Linked DNA regions of Cricetulus griseus: region 2 is linked to region 1. A link is a contact called in public Micro-C data. All regions are on one chromosome and are shown on one strand. The core of a region is the stretch at or near the end of the contact, and the rest is flanking DNA. Distances in the headings are between cores, read along the strand shown. Region 1 overlaps Iffo2 (intermediate filament family orphan 2). Region 2 holds the start of Iffo2 (intermediate filament family orphan 2).

What was found. Hi-C and Micro-C count contacts between places; a contact is called where the count stands out from the background.
Region 2: a Micro-C map of the CHO-K1 cell line shows a contact between it and region 1, with 2.0 times the contacts expected there. The contact joins the promoter of Iffo2 here to the enhancer-like site in region 1. A contact is called at or near these places in 3 of 8 Hi-C or Micro-C datasets (the CHO-K1 cell line and the CHO-S cell line).

What each region holds. Positions count from the first base shown.
Region 1 is chr2:13,668,311-13,673,579 of CriGri-PICRH-1.0, reverse strand. It overlaps Iffo2 (intermediate filament family orphan 2), which reads left to right. Exons shown (of 8, transcript XM_027399867.2): 5 at 3,093-3,213; 6 at 3,327-3,419; 7 at 4,269-4,399. Among named protein-coding and RNA genes, the nearest start is that of Aldh4a1, 9.6 kb to the right of the region's middle. Within about 2 kb of position 2,024, at least 1 of the 6 cell types and tissues checked has open chromatin away from gene starts, as enhancers often do. A contact at or near this core is called in the CHO-K1 cell line, where this site is marked.
Region 2 is chr2:13,706,064-13,710,952 of CriGri-PICRH-1.0, reverse strand. It overlaps Iffo2 (intermediate filament family orphan 2), which reads left to right and starts at 2,194. Exons shown (of 8, transcript XM_027399867.2): 1 at 2,194-3,135. The coding sequence starts at 2,486. LOC103161918 (a long non-coding RNA gene) reads right to left here and starts at 1,987. Exons shown (of 3, transcript XR_003482077.2): 1 at 1,789-1,987; 2 at 930-1,026.

The DNA of each region.
Region 1 (5,269 bases), core at 775-3,274:
TGGGCTGCTGTGTTGACCCGCCCATGGTTCATGGGAAGAACCTTGATAGTCACCAAGTACCCTCCATGAAATGACACTTGGCTGACTCCAGACTTTCACCAAGCAGACAGCATCATTATTAACCTATTAAAGGCTCTGAGGGGGCTCAGCAGGACACGGCAGAATTGGAACTCAGAGTAACCTGCCACTCCCTAGCATTCCCTCCCCAGGAGATGCCAGCTGAGTGGCAGAGTCTGGCATGAGTAGACAGAGAGCCAAGTGGTAGGTACCAGCCTTTGGGAGCCGTGTGTGTGTGTGTGTGTGTGTGTGTGTGTGTGTGTGTGTGTGTGTGTGTGTTGTTTGTGTGCAGGCTCAGTGATGTCACATTGGTTACTTAGACTTCGTTATTATAAGAAATCTATTCATTCAGGACTCCCCTACGAAACCCTACAGAGAACTGGGCACCAGGATCCATTGAATATATTGCACTGTGGCCTTGGCCTATTTGGTGTTTTCTTCTGAACCCTGATCCATTTTTAACTCTAATCCATACAGTACCCCAAGGTGGGATTGGGAGAAGGCACTGGGTGAGTCAAGGGCAGGACTGGGAACCCCATGCTCTTGGGTACCTGGATCCTGAAAGCTCAGCTCTGCCACAGCTGGCACCATCCAAAGATCAGGCCACCAGCCCCTTGACCTCCATATGAGGGAAGTACTTCAGGACCACAGAGTAGGAAGAGCCAAGCCCACTTAGAGGGTTCAGTCCTCTGTTCCCTTAGCCTCTTCCTGCTTGTAAGAGATGTTCATCTTCTCTCTGCTGTGTCACCGTTCCTGGCTGCTCCCTCTTTGGTTTCGATAGGTACTTAGCACCAGCCGGGTGGAGTTGGGAGTTCTCACCTGACACCTGATACTCTCCCTTCAAACGGAACCAAGACAACCCTGGACATTTGCTATTGATAATGCCAAGGACACCCCTTGACTCTTGGTTCATCTTTCAACTTGAGTCTCCCTCCAGATCTCATGCTCTCACCTTCTACTAACAAGAGGGTGTCCCCCAACCCCCACCTTTTTTTTTTTTTTTTTTCCTTTTTTGAGATAGGGGCTCGTGTAGCCCTGGCTAGCCTCAAGCTTGCTATGAAGTCTAGAATGACCTTGAACTTCTGCTCTTCCTGCCACCCCTTGAATACTAGGACCCATGCCTGACTTGGGCAGTGCCGGGAATCAAACCCAGGGCCTCCCATGCGTGACAGGCAATCACTCTCAACTGAGCTGCAGCTCTAGGCTTTTGAAAAGAAATGTGGTTGGGTATGGGTTTTGCTCTGGGAATTCCTGAGTCTAAGTCACTATTGGATGCTCAGAAACCCAGATCGCCTTCATTTTGTTGACTAAAAGAGCTCCTCAGAAGGAATCAGTTGTCTGAAGTATTTCATGGAGCCTCTAGGAATCGCTAGGCTGGTCAGAAGTGAGGTGCAGTGCAGAGGTGCCCATCCAGAGAGCTGAGTTGGGGTGCCTTCACGAGGGCTCCTTCTTGTGTGTGGAAAATGCGTTCAGCTGTGAGTAGTGATCCCTCATGTGGTGGGCACTGGAGTGTTGACAGGGTTCAGTGTCTAATTAGATTTGTCTGGCTTATAGTTGCCTAAATTTAAATAAATAAATAAATAAATAAATAAAATTCCTTGATCGCCCCTATGCCTATCCTGTTGCTCTGGCTGGTTTTTCCTTTCTCATCTGGTATCTCCGTGAGCCCGTGGCCCAGCCCCGTGGTTACTCCTACCCCCACGGGCCCCAGCCACTTCTAGTGAGGCTTTTGAATGACACACCCGTGTCAGAACTCTGTTTTGTTTTGATCCAAATCAGTGGCTTGGGATCAGTGGCTTGGGCTTCAGACCAAGGCTGAGAAAGGAATTTCAACCGTCTTCCGAAGTCCCAGGGAGGGGTGGGGGCTCTTTCCGTCTCTGCTGCCATCCATCTTCCTGTCCCTTCTGGCTAGCCATGCTTCTGCGGGCCTTCAGGTCTCAGGCGCTGGAAAGGAAGTGAAGTCAGTGGTGGACTATGTGATGTGCTAATGGGTGGACCCCAGGGGCTCAGAATCGCCTCCTTCTCCATAGCCAACCCCAAGCTTATTTCCTGACTCACGGGCGCCATCTACACGCTTCTACAAGAATTGCTGTTGGGCGAGGAACCAGCCTGGTTTAGCTCTAGGGAGCGCTGTGGGGAGTTTTTTAAAATCAGAATTCCATCTGTGTCACTGCCGGTTGGTCCCCAAATAATAACTTTGTTGAATGATGTAGAGCTCAACATGGAGTGGGGGTGGCCATCCTTCTTTTGATCAGAAGTATGTCTAAAGCGGGGCGGGGGGGGGCATCTGAGAAGTTTGTTTGTTTGTTTGTTTGTTTGTTTTGTTTTGTTTTGTTTTTGAGACAGTGTTTTTCTGTGTAGCTTCGGAGCCTGTTCTGGAACTCGCTCTGTAGACCAGGCCTCGAACTCACAGAGATCCACCTGCCTCTGCCTCCCAAGTACCGTCCGGCTCTGAGGAGATTTTTAAAAAAAGATTTATTGTATTTATGTGTATGAGTGTTTTGCCTGTGCACCATGCGTGTGTAGTGCCTGTAGAGTCCATAAAAGGGTGTCGGGGCCCCAGAACCAGTGTTAACAGACAGTTTTCCACCACCATGTGGGTACTGGGAATTATTTCTAGTCCTCTACGAGAGCAGTAAGTGCTGTTCATTACCTAGCCATCTCTGTAGCCCTGGGGAGGGTGGGTGGATTGTTGACACAAGGTTTTATACCATAGTTCAAGCTGATTGGAACTCAGCCCAGGCTGGCCTTGAATTTGATCCTCATATCTCGTCCTCCTGAATTCTGGGACCATAGACATGCCTCACACTACTTTTGACCTGAAACCAGACCTCTAATTGTACAGAAACATTCACGTTTTGAAAGACTAAAACTCTTTTTTGGATAAGACAATTGGCTTTGGCTACCACCCCATCTTGGTTGAGAGCCACCTCACGGGTGCATACACACTGGGGAAGGTGCCCCTTTCTGTCCTCTCTGTATGTGCCCCAGGAGCCTGGCTTCTGTTAAGTCATGCCCTCTGATGTCACCCACAGGCGGGAGACCTTTGATTTTGATGATGACTGTGACAGCCTGACCTGGGAAGAGAATGAAGACACCCTGCTGCTGTGGGAGGATTTTACCAACTGTAACCCGACCATTGACCTGCAGGGCGAGGTGAGCCCAAGACCTGCCTTCTCTGCGGGGTGCCTCTTTCCCATGATCCTTCAGTTTTGCCCTTTTCATGCAGCTCGTGCTCCCCAAATAAACTGTCCCCCCTATCTCTCCAGCAAGAAGAAAACTTGGGCAACTTGATCCATGAGACTGAATCCTTCTTCAAGACGAGAGACAAGGAGTACCAGGAGACGATAGGCCAGATCGAGGTAAGAGCTTGGGCCATGGAGCCTGCTACTGAGTCTGCTGGGGCTGTACAGTTGAGATCCTGAGTGCCCATGGAAATGCAGGCTTACAAAATGGGACAAGCAAGGGGGTCAGGAGTCAGGAGCCTGGCATTGCAAACCTGTGCTTACTAGGGTGTTGGTTTCCTAATCTATAAAGTTGGGCAGTGATTCTTGCCTCCCCTAAAGAGGCTAAGGCAGGTCACTGTCAATAACAGTCTTACCCAGTGCCTAGCATCAGTGGACATCACTCCGAAGTTAGCTCTGGTTATTCTGGGTTATCCTTACCTCCTCCTCAGCTGTAGGGACTGGGTACCCATACAGAGGAGAAAATGATGTCCAAAGAGGCCAAGTCCCTTGCCCACTGTTTCCAAGTCAGGAAGCAGTATTCAGGTCAGTGTTCTTGGTCACTGGTGTACAAGAGTTAATGCTCTTCCTGTATTGGAGAAGGAGAAGCCCAGAGTCCTCCCTCCTCCCTGGAGGAGCAGGTGGCACAGTACAGGAGAAGGCTCAGAGACATGAAGAGTTTCCTGTTCCTGCCCATAGCCAGTTCTTCAGAGATGCTGAGTACAGGGAAGTCCCCTGAATCAGATGGGGCTTAGCCAGACAGACCTCCTCTGGGGTTGCTAAGTGACCATTCCCCTTTGACCAGAAGTATGTCTAAAGAATATTGACTGGTGTGCAGAGAATAAGGAAGGTTGAAACCTACAAGGCAGAGACTTGAGGGCACAGTGTCTTGGGATGGCCTGGGTGGAGGAGGGTGGTTGCTGCTGCTGGTAACTCGAGGTTCAAAGGTCCCCCTCAGCACCTTTATTCTTCATTGACTCTTTCTAGCTGGAGCTGGCCACAGCCAAGAGTGACATGAACCGGCATCTGCACGAGTACATGGAGATGTGCAGCATGAAGCGAGGCCTGGACGTGCAGATGGAGACCTGCCGCCGCCTCATCAAAGGCTCCGCAGACAGGTGCGGCTGCTGCTCCCTAGGCTGCTGTGGTGGGGGCCTTAGAGAGACGTTCTGGGGCTGCGTCATGCCCCTTCGCTACATTTTCATTTTCCTGACCATCTATCTGTCCATCCATGCATCCATGCATCCATGCATCCATCCATCCCTCCACCCATCCATCCATGCATCCCTCCATCCATCCATGCATCCCTCCATCCATCCATGCATCCATCCATGCATCCATCCATGCATCCATGCATCCATCCATCCATCCATCCCTCCATCCATCCATCCATGCATCCATCCATCCATCCATCCATCCATCCCTCCATCCATCCATCCATCCATGCATCCCTCCATCCATCCATACATCCTTCCATCCATCCATGCATCCATCCATGCATCCATCCATACATCCCTCCATCCATCCGTCCAAGCCCTCAGGATAAGCATACCTACTCTGTACTAGGTGATTTATGCACCAAATCTCACAGAACTTCTGTTTACAACAATATTGACTCAACAGATAGTTGTCAAAGGCATTGTGTGAAAGACCTTCTGAGTTTGCTTTCTATTGCTGTGATGAAACACCATGCCCCAAAGCAAGTTGGGCATGAAAGGGTTTATTTGGCTTACACTTCCACATCACAGTACCCTGAGGGGGAGTCAGGACAGGAACCTGGAATCAGGGACTGAAGCAGAGGCCGTGGAGCAATGCTGTTCACTGGCTGGCTCTGCATCACTTGCTCAGCCTGCTTTGTGTACCACCCACCTGCCCAGGGTTGGCATCACCCCAGTGGGCTGCACTCTCTCTCACATCATTCATTCATTAAGAAAAGTCAGAGTTTCTGCCCTTGGGGAGTGTAGCCCCGCCGTTATCTACTGAGGTGG
Region 2 (4,889 bases), core at 945-3,444, 37 kb before region 1:
TCAAGTAAGGTGGAGGTGAGGACCAACATCTGAAGTTGTGAAGTTGTGGTAGGTGTATGCTTGTACACTATACAACACAACACACACACACACACACACACACACACACACACACACACACACGCGCGCGCGCGCGCGCGCGCGCGCATGCACGTGCACAAGCACACACACACATGACTTGGTAAAAATGAGATTTAGGGCTCAAGATGTGGCTTGCTTAGCAATTGGGATGCTCTGATCTCTATCCCAAATGCTACAAAAAAAAACGAGCAAACATATATAGCAGTAAGCCCAATACGGCTTTCAGAATGCTGGCAGCTTAGGTCTCAGGATATTTACAGCACCTATCATACGGGCATATCTGATTTCTATGGGTGATAGGATGGTGAGGGCTTCATTCAGAATCAAAGGGAGTGCTGAGTAGTTTTCAAAAGACCAGTGGCCATAAAAGTGGAACTTGGTCCATCCCAGTGTCACAGCCCCCTCAGAATTCTTTTCTCAGTCCACATGGGAGCCCAAGAGTCCCCACTTCTAGGCAAAGGGTCCTTGATTCTTTGGGGTGGATAAGGGAAGCATTAAAGGCCATGAGATCTAAGAGTTCAGAACAGTGGCCAGGTAGGGTTGGGTTCAGAGGAGAAAGACTGCCAGAAGGGAATGTCAGAGCTCAGAGATGAGTCCATTTGCCATGGAGCATGGAGCTGGGAAGTGAGGGAAGACAACATGACCAAACCTGAAACACAGCAGTAGCATCTGAGGCATAGCACCAGCCCAGAGCAAGCTACTGTCTTCTCTGTCCCCAAGGCACTGTCCCCATAAGACAGGGTACCTGCTCACAAGCTTACACAAACAAGACAAATGCACAAGTTAGTAACAAGACAGAAGGGCAATGAAAAGCAGAAAAGATGTGGCTGAAAGAATCTGCAACATACCACATATCTGGTTAAGGGCTGACGGTGTGAGCCACAGGCATTCAAGGGTGGTGTCCCTCCGCTGTGAAGTTTGTGGTAACCATCAAAGGCCAGCAACCTGGAAGGCAGGTTAGAGCATGCTTTGAGATGCTGGTGACTGCTCAGGTCTCAGTGACCTCTGTAAAGTGAGGATAATACTTAAGTAGTCACCTACTGTATGCTAACGCTTGCAATGGGTGCAGGAAGTGTTTGGAGATTGCAGGAGACACTGACTTTAGGGTGGTAGGTGTGAATACATCTGAATGAGTGAATGAATGAATAAATGGATGAATGAATGAACAGATGGATAGGTATGTTCTCTAAATAGGTGTTTCTCCACACTGCAGCAGGCAGCTGGGAGAAATGATGGATAGACCCTCAGCTCTGGGCTCAGCTACATCATGGCAGCCTGTGAGAATGTGGTGGTGGGAGGTGGCTAGTCAGGGCTGAGGGCAGGGGGCAGGCAGGCTGGGATGGTCATTGCTTGCTCTTCCCTGGCCTACTTCGCGTCCCTGAATCTCGGTTTGCTAGTAGACCAGCGGACGACCTAAGCCACCGGAGGCCGGAGTAAGGGAATTGTCAAGCATGTATCTTCGCACGCTATGGTTGATGCCGGACCTTTGCAGGCCACACTCACCCGCATGCGTGAGAATCTGGGGCAGGGGAATTTGGGGCACGGAGGGAGGGACGGCGGGAGGAAGTGGCAGACTCGGTGGGAGAGGGCTCCCCAGAAGGGGAAGTGAGCGGATCCAGACCGCTAGCCTCTTTAATTAAGAGGCTGCAGCTCCCGGCTCTGCCGCGCTCCCCGCTGCAGTTTCGTATGCAGACTGCGTTAGATTACCTGAACCCCACTAGGCCTGCAGCGCCGCACGCCGGCGAGGGCTTTCCGGGTCGTTGCTGGGCGGAGCCTGAGCTGCAGCAGCCGAAAGGCTCCTCGCAGACAAGTGGCGCAGCTTGTGGGTGGGCGGAGTCCGAGGGCCTGTGGGCGTGGCCAGGGCTGCAGGGCCTGAGCGCCGAGTCTCAGCGGGTGAAATCGCTGCATTGGGTGGACGGGGCGTGGCCTATGCCCGCAGAGGGCGGTCCAGACAGGGGGGCTTGGCCTTCGCCTATAGAGGGAGGGTCGGGAGGGGCGTGGCCTTTGCCTGCGGAGGTCGGCCAGGCAGGGGGTGTGGTCTGTGTCTGCAGAGGGCGGGCTCTGAGGGGCGTGGTTTGTGCCTGCAGAGGGCGGGGCCCGACGCAGAGGGGGCAGCCCCGGCCGAGAGTCCTCTGCGCGCCGCTACTGCGGCCGGTCCATAGCAGCTGTGACAGTCGCGGCGCAGGCACGGAGCCCCTCGTCAACCCCACGCAGCCACAGCGACCTCCGGCTCGTCCCGCTCTCTCTTCCGGCGCTGCGGAGCTGCATCTGGCGTGCACTTGGCACCACCCCGTCCGCGCTGGAGCCCGCGCCCGCCCTGGCCCGGCCACGCCGGGAGCCCGGCCCCGAGCTGGAACCCCATCTGGAGCCGCGGGCCCGGGGCCCTGAGCCGCGCAGCCGGCGCATGGTCAACTCGCTGCTGTTCGGGGAGATGGCCTTGGCTTTCGGCTGCCCGCCGGGGGGCGGCGGCTGCGCAGGCGGTGGCGGTGGCGGTGGCGCCGGGCCGGGGCCCTCGCCCGTAACGGCGGCACTGCGGGACGATCTGGGCTCCAATATCCACCTCCTCAAGGGGCTCAACGTGCGCTTCCGCTGCTTCTTGGCCAAGGTGCATGAGCTGGAGCGGCGCAACCGGCTTCTGGAGAAGCAGCTGGAGCAGCAGCAGAGCGAACGCGAGCGGCGACTGCGCTACAAGACCTTCTCCCGGGAGCAGGCCGTGCAGACCGGGCCCGAACTGCTGCGGCCGCCGGCTGCGGGCGGCGGGCAGGCCCTCGGCGCGGCCATCGGCGTCAACGCCAACGCGATGGCCCTGGGCGGCCTGCCTCCCGGCGGCGGCTCGCATCCGCAGCACTACGGCCGCTTGCCCGGGACCATCTGGAGCTACACGCAGGTGCGGCGCACGGGCGGCGGCGGCGTGGAGACAGTGCAGGGCCCCGGCGTGTCGTGGGTACACCCGGACGGCGTGGGCGTGCAGATTGACACCATCACGCCAGAGATCCGCGCACTCTACAACGTGCTGGCCAAGGTGAAGCGCGAGCGTGACGAGTACAAACGGAGGTGAGTGGGTGCGCGCCCCTCCTCCGCCGCTCTCGGGTGGGCCGCGGGGCCTGACAGGTGGGCTGCGAGCTGCCGGGAGGACTCGGTCATCTGAATCCGCGAGCGCAGGGCTCGCGCGGATTACCTGGGCGCCGACCCCCGGGGGCCAAGCACATTGTTTCCCAGGGACGTAATAACCAGCGGACTTGTGGTGATCTCATTCTGTCCACATGACAATGCGGTGTGAGGCAGCCTCGTCCCCATATTGCAGATAAGGAAACTGAGGAGAGGTGCTAAGTGACTTGCCCAAGGCGACTTGGCTAATCTGTGGTGAAAGTCAAGATTTGATCCATTGATGGGAGTCCTGGCTGGTGTGTCTCCCAGGCTTGGTATTTCTCCAGAGATGTTAGTGGTAGATTCCCTTCCCACAGCAGGTGTAAAGAAAAACTCTCAACTAGTACATTGTCATTTTTTTTTTTTGTCCTTGAATTTAATGAGCTCAAGTGAGAAGATGGATGTATCTGTCCCTAGGGTCCCAAAGTTGGCTGTCTTGTTCCAGGTCTGTAAGGCCCAGATCCCTGAGCTGCAGAATCAGAACCAGCCACCAGCCTTTAAGAAAAAAGTCATCCTTTCTTCCTGTTCTCCCAAGTCTCAAGGTTTATTGAGGTCCCCCAGGGGAGAGACACCCATGGGTTAGAATATTGATTGGGTGGACCCAGATGATGGGTCCAGCTGGAGGTCAGAGGCAGGCTGCTTGCAAGATGGCCAGTATGCTCCTTGAAGTCCAGATTCCCTTTCTGCAATACTGGCACTGCTTTCTGCCTGCAGCCTGGCCAACAATACTGTCTGCTCAGCTTTCTGACACAGGGAGGGAGAGAGAGAGAAAGAGAGAGGGTCTGTGTGTGTAGGTCTCAGGTCTGCATGGGGGAGGGGCCCTCTGGTCTTCAGCTCCTATCTCGGGCCTGTGTAACTCTGCTTTTGTTGTCCTGACTCTTAAGGGAGTGGGGCCATTACTTCTGTTCCTACAGTCTCCCTGGAAGCTGGGCCCACTTTCTTACCCTCTGCTGAGGTCTACTGACCGGGACTAGCTCCCATCACCTGCAGGATAGATTGCTTGCTCCTCAGTGACATGGGAATAGAAAACCCCAGCCAGTGCTCCAGGGTAGAGTGGATGAGGCTCCTGTTGGAAGGTGTAAAATAATCAAGTAGGTGTTATTACTTGTGATAAGCAGGGTGTAGAGACTCCTGGAGTCCCAGTTGCCTGCGCAGGGCCTGGCTTGCTGGGGGATGCTTTACACTCTGGCCTTGGGAATGTCCTGTGCCCCTTATAGTGAGGCCACCCTCTGCCCTTTGTGGTCATCCCCATCAGGGCCGACTAGGGAAAGAGACTCTTGTCTTGGATGGTGAAACTGAGGAGGAGGGTTGGGCTGGCCCTCCTGTCCGACACCCTTGGACGTGTAGTCATGACACAGGCTTGTGCTGTATTTGTTTAGTTGTGTGTGTGCTTTTTGGCTCTGGCTACTAAGGTGATGGAAAGACTGCCCAGGCTTAGAGGAGAAGGGTGGCATTGAGCAATGAGCTGTTCAGGTTGCACCCAGGGTGTGGGGTGTGATGTCAGCATCTGGCACTGTCCTGGAATGAGCCAGCCCTACTGAGACAGGTGGGGTGTGGGCACCTCTCTTCCCGCCTTTCTGGGAGGCTTGTGTACACCTTTCTTTTCTTCATTGTCTTATGAATTGGAAAGACCTATCTTCTCCGAAGTTGATTCACAGCTT